Linked DNA regions of Capra hircus: region 2 is linked to region 1. A link is a contact called in public Hi-C data. All regions are on one chromosome and are shown on one strand. Each heading gives the region's core, a stretch centred on a gene start, on an enhancer-like site or on the middle of the called end of the contact. The rest is flanking DNA. Distances are from core to core; before and after follow the strand shown.

The links. Hi-C and Micro-C count contacts between places; a contact is called where the count stands out from the background.
Region 2: a Hi-C map of blood shows a contact between it and region 1, with 2.8 times the contacts expected there. The contact joins the enhancer-like site here to the promoter of ARL4C in region 1. A contact is called at or near these places in 3 of 5 Hi-C or Micro-C datasets (all in blood).

The regions. Positions count from the first base shown.
Region 1 is chr3:6,670,931-6,673,630 of ARS1.2, forward strand. It overlaps ARL4C (ADP-ribosylation factor-like protein 4C), which reads left to right and starts at 1,260. Exons shown (of 2, transcript XM_018040905.1): 1 at 1,260-2,532. The coding sequence starts at 1,778. The coding sequence ends at 2,356.
Region 2 is chr3:6,863,280-6,865,979 of ARS1.2, forward strand. No RefSeq gene overlaps it. Among named protein-coding and RNA genes, the nearest start is that of ARL4C, 190 kb to the left of the region's middle. Within about 2 kb of position 1,317, at least 2 of the 5 cell types and tissues checked have an H3K27ac peak or open chromatin away from gene starts, as enhancers often do.

The DNA of each region.
Region 1 (2,700 bases), core at 10-2,509:
TCCATCCCCCAGACCCCATTTCCCTCTTCTTGCCTCATAAGCTGGCATTGGGAAGAAGCCCTTGTCCATACTGCCTCTGCTTCTACTCCTCCACTCAGTTTCCTCTGTACCTGCAGAGGATAAGCCTTGGTTATGTGCTTACCAACTAGAATGAGAGCACTGAATCGGAGTGATGGGAGAAGCCAGCCAGGGACTGGGCACTGGTGCCTGTGACCTACGGTGTAACCTACTCCGAGCTGCTGACACATTTTTGTTTCAGGCCTAAATGCTCCTGGAGCACCAGTCGCTGGAGGACTGGTTCACCTGTGGGCAGGTGGTTCTCAGTTCTCTAAGTACCATGGGTGGTAGAGGGTGCTCTCCTGAGATGCTCACACTTGACCTGGGATGTCCGCGCAGACGCTGGAACAAAAACAAGGTAGCAAAGGAGCTGTCTGGGGCTGGTGAGTCGTCGGAGCTATCTGGGGACAGACAAGTCTCCTTAAATGAAGCCAGGCCTCCGGGGCGATATGGGCGCAGGTCTGGGCCCCAGGGCAGCGGGGATCCCGTGGAGACCCCACCCCACCCCCACGGAGTTCTGGCCGGGAAGTGAGCCAGGGTACCAGGGAGGATCAGTGTCCTGGGCACCGCAAAGGCCACGTGCCCGGGCTGGCTCCCTGCGGCCCACGCCCTCCTTTCCCCTCTACTGGGTGGGGGAGTATGGGGGTCGGGGGCCTGATCTACAGCCCTCTCTCCCCAGAGGGGGCACTCTGACCCCACTTCCCCCTTGGATGGTCCCCAGTCCCTCGGGCAGGGCTGCCCCGGCCCGCCTTGCCCTGGACTCTGGATCCCCGGCCCTCGCTCCTGGAGGCCGGCTGCGCCTCCCACGCTGCAGTCCCGCCGGGCAGTCGGTCCGGCCTGGGGCTGGCTAGGCGTGGAGTTCCGGGAGCTATTTTTACAAGATGCGTCACAGGGCCGAGGCGGGAAGAGCCGGCAGCTCGGGAACCCATTATCTGGGTGCGGCGCGGGAGGAGACGACCAGGGCGATTTCGAAAGCACTGAAAGGCGCGAAAGCGGCCCGCCAGGCTGGGAGGTCCACGCCCGACCTGGGGCGGGGCGCGGGGGGCGGGGCGGGCGAGGGGCGGGGCCGTCGGTACGAGGGCACCACGAAGGGGCGGGGCCATAGGGGCGGGATGAGGGGCGGGGCCTCCCAGGGGCGGGGCCCGGCGCCCTCCTGCCGCAGCAGGCTGCCGGCGGCGGCGGTGGCGGCGCGGGGACTGCGGGGACAGCCAGGCCACCGCGCAGGCAGCGAAGCCCGGGGAAGCCCACGCCCCGCCTGCGCCTCCGAGGCTCGCCCTGGGAGTGGGATTGGCCCCGCGGCGGCGCCGCCCAGGCAGAGGCGAGCCCTCGGCGCTCGGAGCCCGGAACCCGCAGCCGCGGAGAGCCAGGGCAGCGGCTGGAGCGCGGGGGCGCGGCCCGAGGAAGCAGCAGAGAGCCTGGGCCGGCGGGGGAGGGCGACGGGCGCGAGCAGCCCGCGGCGCCGCAGCGGAGGAGACTTCGCGGGAGACAAAGCCCATCGAGAGAGACGCGATGCCCAGCCGGCGCGGGCGCGGGGGCCGCGGTGTCTGAGCGCGCCGAGCCGTGCGCCCCGGGTACTCCAAGCCCAGGCCGGTGCCGGCGGCTGAGGGCGGCAGGCGGGGCCCAGGTGCGCCTGCCCGCGTCGGGCCCGTAACTGCTCGGGAGGGCGGGGGGCGGCGCCCTCCCGCCGCAGCCGCAGTGGCCGGCGCCGCAGCGAGGAGCCATGGGCAACATCTCCTCCAACATCTCGGCCTTCCAGTCGCTGCACATCGTCATGCTGGGCTTGGACTCGGCCGGCAAGACCACGGTGCTCTACCGGCTCAAGTTCAACGAGTTCGTGAACACCGTGCCCACCATCGGCTTCAACACGGAGAAGATCAAGCTGAGCAACGGCACGGCCAAGGGCATCAGCTGCCACTTCTGGGACGTGGGCGGCCAGGAGAAGCTTCGGCCGCTGTGGAAGTCCTACAGCCGCTGCACGGACGGCATCATCTACGTGGTGGACTCGGTGGACGTGGACCGGCTGGAGGAGGCCAAGACAGAGCTACACAAAGTGACCAAGTTCGCCGAGAACCAGGGCACGCCGCTGCTGGTCATCGCCAACAAGCAGGACCTGCCCAAGTCGCTGCCCGTGGCGGAGATCGAGAAGCAGCTGGCGCTGCACGAGCTCATCCCGGCCACCACCTACCACGTCCAGCCGGCGTGCGCCATCATCGGCGAGGGTCTCACCGAGGGCATGGACAAGCTGTACGAGATGATCCTGAAACGCAGGAAGTCCCTCAAGCAGAAGAAGAAGCGGTAATGCTCCGGGCGGCGACGTTACGGAGCTAGGCGCGGGGAGCGAGCGAGTCCGGAATGAATGAATGAAAGGCTGTGTGGCCCGCGCGCCCGCGAACAAAGACAGCGAACCAAAGCGACGCTTCGAATTTTTAAAGCGGAGTCTCTGCACCCACATGCAGGACTGGTGACTTAACCTGGGTATGTAGGCAAGCTGGCCAGCCTGCGCTCGACCTGCCCCCTCCCCACCCGCAGCTCAGGGGTCCTTTTGTCTGAAAGCCGGAGCTACTCAGGGGGTGGGGGACCCGGCTGGGGAGTGGACGTGCAGGTCCCACCGTCCGCCCTGCTGGCCCAGGTTGGAAGGCTCAG
Region 2 (2,700 bases), core at 67-2,566, 190 kb after region 1:
TACATCGAACCTGGGCTGGCGATTCATTTCATATATGATACTATACATGTTTCAATGCCATTCTCCCAAATCATTCCACCCTCTCCCTCTCCCACAGAGTCCAAAAGTCTGTTCTATACTCTTTCTTACAACTGCAAGAGAATATTTTATTTTAAAATTTAAGAAAACAAAACAAAACTCATCCTTGAAAGGCTCATCTTCCTCTCTGAGGAAAGTTTCCACAGTAATGCCAAAAGAAAAGCTTAGATTTGTGTACAGCCTCTGGAAAATGTGAGTTATCTGTACTTTCTCTGTCTATGAGCCCAGAAGAGAAGAGTGTTGTTTGGCTGTGGTATTTGCAGCTTTTCTGTTTTCGGTGGCAATTCCAGAGTTAACACACCTCTTATTTACAGCCCCAAACTGTGAGAGTGTCACCATGGTTATCCTTGCCGCTCTTCTGAGCTTTATCACTTCCACTCTGGATGTGGTTTGTTCTGTAGAAGCCTTGCCACCATTTCAAAGGAGCAAAAATGAGTGATTTTTGAGTGCTCTGTGCTCTGGCGTGGCACCACGTTGCTTATCTCGAGATGGTTCCGTCCAGACCCCATGAAGAGGGCTCTGGTTCAATCAGCGTGGTCCCCTGATGGCAGTCAACACCTGCAGAGGCGCAGCCCTGGCTGACTGTGTGTGTGTGGTGAGCTGAGGGGTGGGAGATGGCAGAGAGCTGGGGGACAGAGAGAAGCCTCACCCAGGCTTGTCCTCCCCTCACTCTCCTCTTCCTGACTCTCAGGATGTCTCTGGTCTCAAGGCTCTTGTAGCCCCAGCCTTTTTCATTCCCCAGGCATTTGATCCAAGGGAGGCGCTCTGCACATGCTGGCTGGCTGGATCGGTTCTTGTTGCCGCATGACCTGTCTTTTGTCTCTATTAGTCACCCATCCATCTTTGGAACCACTGCACAGCCTCCCAGACTGTGCTCCCTGAGTGCCCATTTGGCCCTTGTCCAACTCTGTGGTCAGCCAGAACTCCCTCTAAAATATTACTCTCTTGCTTAATGTCCCTGCCATCCAGAGCAGCTCTGGGTAAAAATGAAATATGGTGCACACGGACTTCCCTGACCTGACTGTGCTCGCCCACCCAGCTCTGCGGGCCACCCTCCAGCTCTATGTGCAAGGCACTGAAGGGTGGCCCCACCTAAAGGGCCCTGCAAAGCAACTATGGGCACCTAGGAGCCCACGGGCTCCTAACTGGGAGTGGCTGGGTTTGGGGTCCCAACCAGAGTCCCATGACTTTGAAGAGTGTCCACGGTCTGACTCCACTTCCTCCTAAACTGTCTGGGGCTTAGTATCTGCTAGACGGCAGTGTGCCTGGCTTCACAGTTGACCTTAGATAGTCAGCATCTTGGTGGGGTTGGCGAGGCCGGTCCCATGTGTGACTGCAGGGCAGCAATAGGCCACCTGCCCCAGAGAGCTTCACCTTCTGACCTATGAGCCCAGAAAGCACCTTGACAAGAGCAAACAGCCCCTCTGTGGTCCTAACACAGATTTCTAGCTGTAACACCCGCTAATCCTCTTCATGGGTTTTCTGATTCAGTCTGGTTGGGCATTCTAGAACCTCCTCAGTCATCCTCAAAGCCTCCCTCTTCCTGTGAGTGGGAAGGGCAGTGCTGGAGCGGGACAGAGAGCAACAGCAGGATGGAGACTGCATTTGGGGACTTCGCTGGTGGTCCAACAGTTAAGACTCCAAGCTTCCAATGCACGGCAGAGGGATGGGGGGTGGGTTCAGTCTCTGGTCAGGGAACTAAGATCCCATGTGCCTTGGGGTGCAGTCAAAAAATGAAAAAAAAAAAAAAAAGAAAGAAAGAAAAAAGAAAAGAAAAGATTGCATCTGGACGAGAACAGAACCAGGATGTTCGATCCCAAGCCGGAGCACAGACATGTCTGGTAACATCACGGGCACTGCCCAGAATCCATACATACTGGGGTACTGTGCTGTGCTGTGCTTAGTCGCTCAGTTGTGTCTCTTTGCAACCCCATGGACTGTAGCCCACCAGGTTCCTCTGTCCATAGGGATTCTCCAGGCAAGAATACTGGAGTGGGTTGCCATGGCCTCCTCCAGGGGATCTTCCCGATCCAGGTCTCCTGTGTTGCAGACAGATTCTTTACCAGCTGAGCCACCAGGGAAGCCCAGGAATCCTGGAGGGGTAGCCTATCCCTTTTCCAGCGGATCTTCCTGACCCAGGAATTGAACCGGGGTCTCCTGCATCGCAGGCGGATTTTTTACCAGCTGAGCCACCAAGAACAGCTAAGTAGTACAGTTTGGCACGTCTAGCTAAATGAGCCTGGACATCAGCCTATCCAGCTCCTCCCTTTACAACTGAGGAAACTGAGGTTCAGAGATTCTGAGGCCTGCCCCTCTGGCAGCTAGAACAGGCAGGAACCTTTGTGAACCAGCCAGGGCCAGCAGGCCTGAATCACAGCTTAATCACTACAACGGGGCAGGCCTGCTGTTCGTAACTGTTCAGGCCTAGGCTTGTTCCTTACAGACTGTAGTATAAGCAGCACCGCCTAGGCGTGTGCAGTGCACAGACCGCACAACTGTACAGAGAGGCTGTGAGCCAGAGTCAGGGTGAAGATCGGGAGCAATACGAGGCCCCGTCACTTGGTTGGGTCGGCAGTGAGAATGAAAGCAGGTGGAGTGCAGCCAGCTGACAGCAAGGCCCTT